Regions from separate parts of the Mus musculus genome. Here region 1 is linked to region 2. The links are chromatin contacts, called in public Hi-C maps. All regions are on one chromosome and are shown on one strand. The core of a region is the stretch at or near the end of the contact, and the rest is flanking DNA. Distances in the headings are between cores, read along the strand shown. Region 1 overlaps Ifnar1 (interferon (alpha and beta) receptor 1). Region 2 has its middle 16 kb from the start of 4932438H23Rik.

Region 1 (5,365 bases), core at 312-2,811, 420 kb after region 2:
ATTGCATCTCCAAGAAACAAAAGAGGCTTAGGCCAGCAGGGCTAGAGAGCGGCCCTGCCCCAAACCAGGCATGGTGGTGAATTGAGGGTCAGAGGCTGCTCAGTGAGACCCTGCCTCTGAAACACGCTTGAGAATGTTAACCAGTGACTTAATGCAGAAGAGCTGGTGTGTTCAGAAGTGGTCTGCAGCAGCTGGAGTCAGCCTCAGGGCGGACGTTGAAGTGTGCAGCAGCAGGAGTGAACGTGGACAGCAGGTGATACAACATCACTCTGGCACTTAGGACCTCTCCAGGAAATAACCAGGGAGCACTGTTCATTCCGGCTTCCTGTTCCCACACAGGCACTTGATACAAGGGGATAGTCACTAGGGACCTCGGTGCCTTCTTGCTCTTCTCCTATGTCCTGGTCACAGGGCTAGAAGGCCAGCTTGCTCCAAGACAGTCAGTCTTGGAGGACACTTGAGATAAACATGTTTCAATCTGAGACAAGGGGCCACCTTGTTCCCATAGTCTGCTCTCAGCAGCAGCACATGGCTGTTGTAATGAAGTGTATGTTACAGTCTGAATAATGTCTTGTCTCTGCCTATTGTGGCATTTTTTGTTGCCATGTCCCATCTGTGAGATTTATCATACCATATCATAAATCCTATGATCCATCTGTCTTCACGTGGTGCCCTAGATGAAGTCACAGAAACAGGAATAACAAAAGCCATGAGTTCCTTTCATGGTGCTTGCGTGTTTTGCTTAGGACTCCTCTGATGATAGCACCTGAAATGATGGCACTGAGTGGGGAAGGCCTTGCCCTAGATCCTGGGAGCCAGGGCATAACACTGGGCAAGCTCTGTAAAAGAAGCTAGGCCATGAGCTGTAGAAGCCCAGAGTTCAGAGTTCAGCACATGCTTGCCGCCTGCTAGAGTTTTTAATTCCCCTTTGTGCTCTGATAGCTACAGCTGTGACACAGGTATAACCAGCCCCTTACCACCTAGGCAACAGGGTGACCTCCGTCTCTCACTTGTGCTTTTGAGTGCAAGAGAACTGGGCTGTCACTTCAAAATGTCTGTGATCCCAGCACCCCTAACCCACCCTTGGCAGCACAGTGCCTGTGTGAGGATTCTTCACAGGTTTACCCAAAAATGGCCTTGAGCCCGGTGGCCTGCTGTGCCTTCTGAGCCTCACAGTCATTCCCGGGATAGCTCATATGTCGTGATGCACACTCCGAAAGGCTGGACATAAAACAGAAGCTAGAGCTGGAGATGCAGGGTTTATTTTAAACAACCTGTTTTCCTTCCCTTTTACCATCAGTTTTTCTCTGAGCCGCCTTCAAAAAACCTTGTACTTCTGACGGCTGAGGAGCACACGGAAAGATGCTTCATCATTGAGAATACAGACACGGTCGCTGTAGAAGTAAAGCACGCGCCTGAGGAGGACCTCAGGAAGTACAGCTCACAGACCAGCCAGGACTCGGGCAACTATTCCAACGAAGAGGAGGAGAGTGTGGGCACCGAGAGCGGCCAAGCTGTGCTCTCCAAAGCTCCCTGCGGGGGGCCATGCAGCGTGCCTAGCCCTCCTGGGACCTTGGAAGACGGGACCTGCTTCCTGGGAAATGAAAAATATCTTCAGAGCCCAGCCCTGAGGACAGAGCCAGCTCTTCTCTGCTGACAGGTGCTCGGCCCAGGCTGGGGGCCGTGTGGAGGAGACAGACTTATCTGAAGTGGCTGCCAGCTTCTGCTGCCAGCTGGAAGCCCTGGGTGCTGTTTGTGCCACAGATGAGGCTCACTGATGTCAGGCATCTGGTGGTTCTGTCTCGGTGTTTGTCCTCTAGGTGACATTTAGAACATTCCGATTTTTAATCCTGCCGTAGCCCCTCAGTGTGTCACAGGTACCATTGTCTACAGCCGCGCTTCCTAACCCATACCTCACCACAGCCGTGGCTTCTGACCAGAAGTCACTGAAACCATGGAGAAAGGGGACACTAACTGGAGGAGCTGGCGTTGTTTAAGATCTCAGTGTGGCCTGGGTGTGCCCGTTGTACTCTAGTACTTGCAGAACTAGAAAATGCCAGGGACAAAAAGCAGGCATGAACCATTCAGTAAGAGAGAAGCTAGTGAACCTGATGGTGAAAGAAGACCGTGTCCAGTCAGTGTTTGTGTGAAGGCCCTGTGCTGCTCTCTGTAGCCTTCCCGTGGTACTTATAAAACCAGGCCGAACCCTGTCCTCTGTCCGGCACTATTCAGGTCCCTTCCCAGCTCCAGGTACTTAAAAAACAAAGTGTTGGGTCCTGGGGTGAGGGAACAGCTTCGACGGCACAGTGCTGCCTGCAGGCGCCTATAAGTGACCTTAGATGAATGCTCCATGAGCATCTTCGGTAGGCAGGACATCCAGCAGTGCTGGTGGCTCCAGGGCAGACTCAGTTGCAGGCCAAAAAGGAAGAGAGAGGAGTCATAGCCCTGCCCCAATCGAGCTTGTTGCTCGCTGCACTGCGCCTTTGTAATCAATCTTGGTTTTTTTGTTTTGTTTTGTTTTTTTTAACTTTTAGGTGATAACATATTCTCAGATATAGCACACAAGAGACACTACACAAATTACGTCTGAAAGTTTTGATAGAAAAGAGCTTTTGACTGGGGTAGACAGCTTGCTCCTCACTACTACCTTGTATCTCAGTCTCCTCAACAGAGAGAGAATGCAGATTGATTTTCATCCTGAGTTTTATTTTCTTGCCCGGTTTCTGGGTTCGGGTGTGCTTTCAAGGCTCTGAACAGCTTGTCTGCCCACAGGGGAGCCCGGAGACCCAGCCTTTTGGCTAAATGTTGCAGGTTCCTGTACTTGAAGGACTCCAGCTCCTCTGTAGAGGGCATGGTCATCGCGGTCTGCAATCACGCTGATACCCAGAAAAATGGCCACACAACTCAAATCTGGTGCCACGCTTTAATAATTCTACCCAGCACGGCCCAGCCCTGTTCACGGCGGAAAAGCTCCTTCTGCCAGGACAGCCTGTGAAGAAACAAGACCTCCGAGGACGTGGCCAAGGAAGGCCCAGATGCTAGCGGGAAGTTGTTAGTTGGCACTCTTTCATCTCTCAACAACTGTGACACAGGTCTTCAGGGTGAAGCCCAAAGCAGCTATCGGTTGCAGCAGCGGGTAAGGAGGGGGCTTCACCTGAGCCTGGCCTTCTGGGCGAGCAGTTCTACCTGCACACTTCAAGACAGCCTCCATGACCCTTTTCACGGCACACCGCCTGCTTTTGGTGTGACCGGGGTTTCCTGTGCAGGCACATGTTCTTAAGGAATGCCATGCACACAGGCCTGAAGAGCTGGCTCAGCGGGTAGAGCACAGGTTGCTCTTGTCTGGGATCTGAGCTCTGTCCCCAGCACCCACAGAGTGCTTCTGGTTGCCTCAGACTCCAGGGGTGCACAAGGCCATGTAAGCAAAGACATGTAAGCAAAGACAGTTGTACACAGAGAAGTCAAACCTTTTTGAAAAAAAGAAACACCACGGGCTGGAGAGATGGCTCAGTGGTTAAGAACACTGACCACTCTTCCAGAGGTCCTGAGTTCAATTCCCAGCAACCACATGGTGGCTCACAACCATCTGTAATAGGATCTGATGCCCCCTTCTGGTGTGTCTGAAGATAGCTACAGTGTATTCATATATAAAATAATAAATACATCCTTTTTTTTCTTTTTTTACTATTGGATATTTTCTTTATTTACATTTCAAATGTTATCCCCTTTCCTGATTTACCCCCCTCCCAGAAGCCCCCTATCCCATCCCCCCTCCCCTGCTTCTATGAGGGTGTTCACCCACCCACCCACTCCCACTTCCCTGCCCTTGATTCCCCTACACTGGGTTATTTATCAAGCCATCATAGGACCAAAGACCTCTCCTTCCATTGATCCATGACAAAGCCATCCTCTGCAACATATGCAGCTTGAGCTATGTGTACTTCTTGGTTGATGGCATAGTCCCTGGGAGTTCTGGGGCAGTGGGGGGTTGGGGGGAGTCTGGTTAGTTGATATTATTCTTCCTATTGGGGTTGCAAACCCCTTCAATGCCTTCAGTCCCTTCTCTAACTCCTCTATTAGGGACCCCGAGCTCAGTCCAGTGGTTGGCTGCTAACATCCACCTCTGTATTTGTAAGGCTCTGGCAGGGCCTCTCAAGAGACAGCCATATCAGGCTCCTTTCAGCATGTACTTCTTGGCACCCACAACAGTGTCTGGTTTGGTAACGCTGTACGGCATGAATTCCGAGGTGGGACAATCTATGGGTGGCCTTTCATTCAGTCTCTGCTCTACACTTTATCTCCATATTTGCTCCAGTGAGTATTTTGTTCTCCTTCTAAGAAGGACAGAAGCACCCACACTTTGCTCGTCCTTCTTATTGAGCTTCATGTGGTCTGTGAATTGTATCCTGGTTATTTGGAGCTTTGGGGCTAGTATCCACTTATCAGTGAGTACATATTGTGTGTGTTCTTTTGTGATTGGGTTACCTCACTCAGGATGATATCCTCCAGATCCATCCATTTGCCTAAGAATTTCATGAATTCATCGTTTTTAATAGCTGTGCAGTACTCTGTTGTGGAAATGCACCACGTTTTCTGTATCCATTCCTCTGTTGAGGGGCATCTGGGTTCTTTCCAGCTTCTGGCTATTAGAAATAAGGCTGCTATGAACATAGTGGAGCATGTGTCCTTCTTACCAGTTGGAGCATCTTCTGGGTATATGCCCAGGAGTAGCATAGCTGGGTCCTCAGGTAATACTATGTCCAATTTTCTGAGGACCGGCCAAACTGATTTCCAGAGTGGTTGTACGAGCTTGTATTCCCACCAGCAATGGAGGAGTGTTCCTCTTTCTCCACATCCTCACCAACATCTGCTGTCAACAGAGTTTTTAATTTTAGCCATTCTGACTGGTGTGAAATGGAATCTCAGGGTGGTTTTGATTTGTAATTCACCAATGACTAAGGATGTTGAACATTTCTTTAGGTGCTTCTTGGCCATTTGATATTCCTCAGTTGAAAATTCTTTGTTTAGCTCTCTACCCCATTTTTTAATAGGGTTATTTGGTTCTCTGGAGTCTAACTTCTTGAGTTCTTTGTATATATTGGATATTAGCCCTCTATCGGATGTAGGATTGGTAAAGATCTTTTCCCAATCTGTTGGTATTGTTTTGTCCTTTTGTCAGTGTCCTTTGCCTTACAGAAGCTTTGCAATTTTATGAGGTCCCACTTGTCGATTCTTTTTTTTTTTTTTTTTTTTTTTTTTTCGAGACAGGGTTTCTCTGTATAGCCCTGGCTGTCCTGGAGCTCACTTTGTAGACCAGGCTGGCCTCGAACTCAGAAATCCGCCTGCCTCTGCCTCCCGAGTGCTG
Region 2 (5,113 bases), core at 1,621-4,120:
TTTTTCTCAGTATGAAAAATTAGTCATAATTATTAGTTAGTTATCAGGAACATTTCTGCTTCATCAATAACTGTATTCAAATCAGTAAGCCCTGGAGTGAAACTGCCTGGTTTGATTTCTGTCTCTAACATTGAACTTGGTTTTGTTTTTTTTTGTTTTTTTGTTTTTTTGTTTTTTTTTTTTTGGAGACAGGGTTTCTCTGTATCTCGAACTTGGTTCTTTTGCTTGCTTTATATCACAAAGTCTGCCTGTGTAGCCCAGGCTGGCTTCAAATTCCTGATCCTCCTGCCTCAGCTGCCCAAGAGCATGCTTCTTTTATCTGTACAGCAGAAGTACAGTAATAAACCCCTACCTCATAGCCATAGGGAGCTCACATCTCCTATGTGTCTGCTACAATGCCAAGCACATAGGAAATGCCTTGGAGGTGTGGCTCCATGATAAAACCCTGTTTAGCATTCACAAGACCTGAGGTTCGAGATCCCCAGCACCACAGAGAGAAAAAAAAAAAAGCCCCACAGATATTAGTTTTTCTGTTGTCATCCTATCAATCAAACACTTCCCCCTACTATGAACTCATTTGTTCTCACAGAATTTGGAAAATATGAAGAAATAAAGCCAAGAGAACATGGGGGCTGGAGAGATGCCTCTGTGGATGAATTGGTTACTGTGTAGGAAGGAGGACTTGAATTCAGACTCCCAGCACCCACCTAAAAGCTGGCATAACAGCCGGAGCCAGTACTGAGGGGCAGAGGCGGGAGGGCCCTGCTGGGTCTCAAGTCAGCACACTGCTTTGGGTTCAGTGAAAAGACCTCTTTCAAAAGATGATGTGGAGATGCAAATAAGGGAAGACGTTCTGACATCAACCTCTGGCCAGAACAAGGGAGTGTGTTAAATAATAATCTAAGAAGTCAGTCTGGGCACAGTGCTGCATGCCTACAAACCCAGCCCCTTGACAGGCAGAGGCGGGGGGGGGGGGCATGAGCTTGAGGTCCATGTGTACGATGTAGTGAGTCCTCATCTCAGAAACTACACAGCAGTAAACAACATCCAAACACAACCACGTGCAATGTCACTACCGAAGAGGACGTCACAACCCAGAAATGGTCTGATTTGGGAGTAATGCTTTTTAAAAATTGAACTATGTGGGGTCGTGCGACATAGCTTTTTAAAAAGGATTGGTTACACACACACACACACACACACACACACACACACACACAAACATACTGTTGTTGTCTTCAGACATACCAGAAGAGGGCATCAGATCCCATTACAGATGGTTGTGAGCCACCATGTGGTTGCTGAGAATTGAACTTAGGACCTCTGGAAGAGCAGCCAGTGCTCTTAACCTCTGAACCATCTCTCTAGCCCATCGCTATATGTTAAAACGTGATTTTTATCAACCAAAAGATAATTAATTGCATGAATATTTTGTAATTTTTTTCCTCACCAGATTTTTAACAGAAAATGACATTTGGGGTCCTCAGGAGGGTCCCCATCAATTCACATAAATAAGAGGACTTTGTAATTGGGACGGATGGGTACAGAAGGTGAAGCTAATAATTAAGAAGTTAAATAAACAAGGATGGGTGGTCAGGAGCACGAAGACTGTGGGGGAAATGATGGCCGTGTTCTAGGAGAGGCTATGGTGTGGGCAGTTCCAGGCACATCCCTCTGAAAAGCCATTTCCACTCCAGCTCTGTGAGAGCTGCAGTTACTCAGAAGGAACGAGAAGTCCCTCCGTCTGCTGCATGCTTGTGGTCGCTTCGAATTTTCCCATTTCCTCTCTGTGCCTTAGCTGTACCAGTTAGGAAATCCTAGAGAAGCAACTGGTTTTAGTTCACAGCAAGGAGGGGCCACTGCCCCAGGAGATGGATCTGGGGTCTGGTGCTCCCCAGTACCCACCAGGCAAACCCCAGCAGTCCCAGTCCTGAACCTAAGCCTCAGGGACAAAAACTGAAGGCCAAAGGGCTTGGCACTAACTCCTGGAGGGCCCTGGGGATGCGGTTAGACTTGGTTTAAGAGTGAGTGAGTAGCTACGTCCCATCCCTGTCCCCATGATTTTGCGGTTGAGCCATAACTGCAGGCAGCCAGAGCTTATGTAAGAGAAAAGGCTTGACTGGCTAACAGAAGGACAGGTAGTCAGACAGGAAGGTATTTAGGCACGTGCATACCCGATCAAAGATCTGTCAGGAGTAGGGGAGATGGGTCTAGCAGCGAGGCAAATTATCACCTCGTTTACCTATTGCATGTTCTTCAGCGCCTTCACAGCTCTAGAGCTGGACCGGAAAGCCAAGTCCCCTCTTGGCAGATGGGTAGAAAGGGCTCCATGCCAAATGATCTGAGCGAACCTGGCAGAGCCCGATGCTGGCAAGAGAGATTGCCCTTCGGGCTCTGATTTCTCCCTAGAGGGCTCGGGGGCGCTCTCGTGTTTGAGCTTTGTTGCCAGTGTGGCATTATGCCCCAATGAAATCAATATGGCTGCAATTACACACAGGCGCTCCCACCTTTCCCTCCCACCCCCCACAGAGCCCCAGCAACCAGCCCCACACGCCCACCCTGCAGACTGCAGAGTGGCATGCCCATGCTCAGCCCAGCTTCCTCTTGACAGGCTGTTGTTATTTTCTATGTGATACGATGGTGCTTGAAGTATGAGGAAAGATGTTTGGATTGTAAACAATCAGTTGCTTCCAAGTGCGCCACATGTTTCTTAGCGTCTCACTGCTCCTGGTAGGCTTCGGGGCTGGCCTCTCCTGTCTCCGCACATGCTCTCCTGGCGGTAGCTGGAAATGTATGAGTCTGCTTTAAAGCTGTCCTCGTATCCTCGTCCTGGTGCAAACATGTCGAAATCCTTCCCTGTCCTGTTTACCTGTTTACTGGAAGCTAATCACGCTCGAACAGGGTGATGTGCACACTGTAGCTTGCTCTGCTAATGAAGCAACTAGCGGAACCAACTGGCCTCGACGTGCCTCAGAATCAGACTGAGAAACGGCAGGGCTCTTGTGCTGCAGAGGATTTGAGAAATACCAGAGAGAGAGAGAGAGAGAGAGAGAGAGAGGGAGAGAGAGAGAGAGAGCGAGAGAGAGAGCGCAAAACTCGGGGCGTGGGGAAGGGGGCAAGGGGAAATAAGATTTAAAACCGGGACTGTAAACATATTCCAAATTCCTTCACTGTTGTTTCCTCTTTGTAAGATGCGGAGAGCGCATCTCATCGCACAGAGATAAGTAAGGATTCAAAGGCATCTTTTGGAAACCTGAGCTTGGAGGTGGAGGGCTGCCTGCAACTCATGCAGAGGATTTGGGTTTGGTTCCTAGAATCCTCATGCCAGCTCACAACTGCTCATAACTTTAATCACAGAGGATCTGACACTCTCTTTGACTTCTGGGGGACCTGCACTGCGCATAGTATGCAGACACACATAGATGCATATAAAATAAAACAAAAAAATCCTCATGGAACTATTTTGAAAAAGCTCCAAATTACACTGCTATTAAGTGTCTATTTAGAATCATAACTCAAAAATGACCTTCTTATTACTATATTGAAATAAGTATCAACAACAAAACATATTCTGTTTGCCTGGGAGATTCCCGATCATAGGATATCGCAGCATATTTTGAGAAGATCATAAACTAAGGTGAAACTGTGTGAGTGTATGAAACTCCTTTTAAATAAGTCGTACGTTTTAAAAAAATTCTCTGACAATTTCATATAGTGTATTTTGATAACTTACACACACACACACACACACACACACACACAACTTTACCCTCTCTCATTCCATCCACACACATTCTTTTTTCCAGAAGGTTCCTCTCCTGGTTTTGTGTCTTTTTTTTGCTCGTTTGCTTTGCTGCTTTTATTTTTTGGTGACCCATGGAAATCAATCAGGGTTGGGTGTGTGAAGCCTGGACGAAGCAAGTGACCAGTGACCATTCTGCTAAGGAAAGCCAAGAGTTCTTCAAGGAGAGGAGGGCCCAGGAGCCGCCCCACCCATCTTGTGCAGCTCTTCAGCAGGAAACCCAGCTGCTGGGAGCAGATAATGGCAACCGCCACACCCTAACTAGAAGCCAGCATTTCCCAGCCCAGTCTCACTGTCTCTTCTACTTCCTCTTCAGGTTATTCTCTGGGCCTTGAAGGGGATGAGAGAGCAATCTCATCTAGAACTGAACACTCAGCAGTTACTTATTTGAAATACTGTGGTCAGTTAGGGGGCTAGTTTTCTATCAACTTGACACAAGCTGGAGTCATCTGAAAGGAAGGAAACTCAATTGAGAAAATAACTCCTTAAGACCCATCTGTAGGGCATTTTCTTAATTAGCAATTGATGAGGGCGGGTCCAGCTCACTGTGAGTGGTGCTATTTCTGAGCTGACAGTCCTGGGTTCTTTAAGAAGTCAGGCTAAAACTAGGCATAGTTGCACATACCTTTAATCCCAGGACTTGGGAGACAGAGGCAGGAGAATCCCTGTGAGTTTGAGCTACATAGTGAATTCCAGGACACATACACACAAAATACATACATACATACATACACATACACATACATATATATATATAAAATACATAATTTAATTATATATGCTTTTATTATATACACACTTTGTATTGTATATAATTTTTATCATATAACAATCTGAGCAAGTCATGAGGAGTAAGTCTCTAAGCAGCATTCTTCCATCAGTTCCTGCCTCCAGGTTCCAGCTCTGAGTTCCTGTCTTGACTTCCTTTGGTGACAAACTACAGTGTGGAAATATAAGGCAAATGGAGTGCTTCTGGTTGTGGCATTTCACCATAGCAATAGCAGCCCTAAGACAATCGGCTTTCACTCACGGTCATGCACTGCGAACAGCAGCTTTGGCTTACCCCGCTGGGAACAGCACTGGTTTATGAGTATCAGCTCAGGAGACAGTTTGATACTGTGTCCCTTTAGAATCCAGTGCTAGGTTCCCCTCTGAGGCCTGTTACCCCCAACAGCGTTTGACCAGGTTTACAATACTCCCCGTGAATCCTCTTCTGGGGAGCAAGCCTCAATCAAGTGCAACCAGAAAACATAGAGTTAGCCTTCAAATAACCACGTCGCTGTCTCACTAGGGGACACATGTCTGGCAGGT

The links. A called contact is a pair of places that touch in the nucleus more often than the background predicts.
Region 1: a Hi-C map of cerebellum shows a contact between it and region 2, with 2.1 times the contacts expected there. The contact joins two enhancer-like sites. A contact is called at or near these places in 1 of 39 promoter capture datasets (frontonasal cranial neural crest), 37 of 484 Hi-C or Micro-C datasets (B cells, CD4 T cells, the CH12 cell line and 23 more) and 2 of 9 other capture datasets (embryonic stem cells and liver).

Annotation. Positions count from the first base shown.
Region 1 is chr16:91,503,755-91,509,119 of GRCm38.p6, forward strand. It overlaps Ifnar1 (interferon (alpha and beta) receptor 1), which reads left to right. Exons shown (of 11, transcript NM_010508.2): 11 at 1,301-5,365. The coding sequence ends at 1,657. Among named protein-coding and RNA genes, the nearest start is that of Mir6367, 21 kb to the right of the region's middle. Within about 2 kb of position 1,562, at least 14 of the 459 cell types and tissues checked have an H3K27ac peak or open chromatin away from gene starts, as enhancers often do. A contact at or near this core is called in cerebellum, where this site is marked.
Region 2 is chr16:91,082,756-91,087,868 of GRCm38.p6, forward strand. It overlaps a transcript of 4932438H23Rik not described here. Among named protein-coding and RNA genes, the nearest start is that of 4932438H23Rik, 16 kb to the left of the region's middle. Within about 2 kb of position 2,871, at least 42 of the 459 cell types and tissues checked have an H3K27ac peak or open chromatin away from gene starts, as enhancers often do. A contact at or near this core is called in cerebellum, where this site is marked.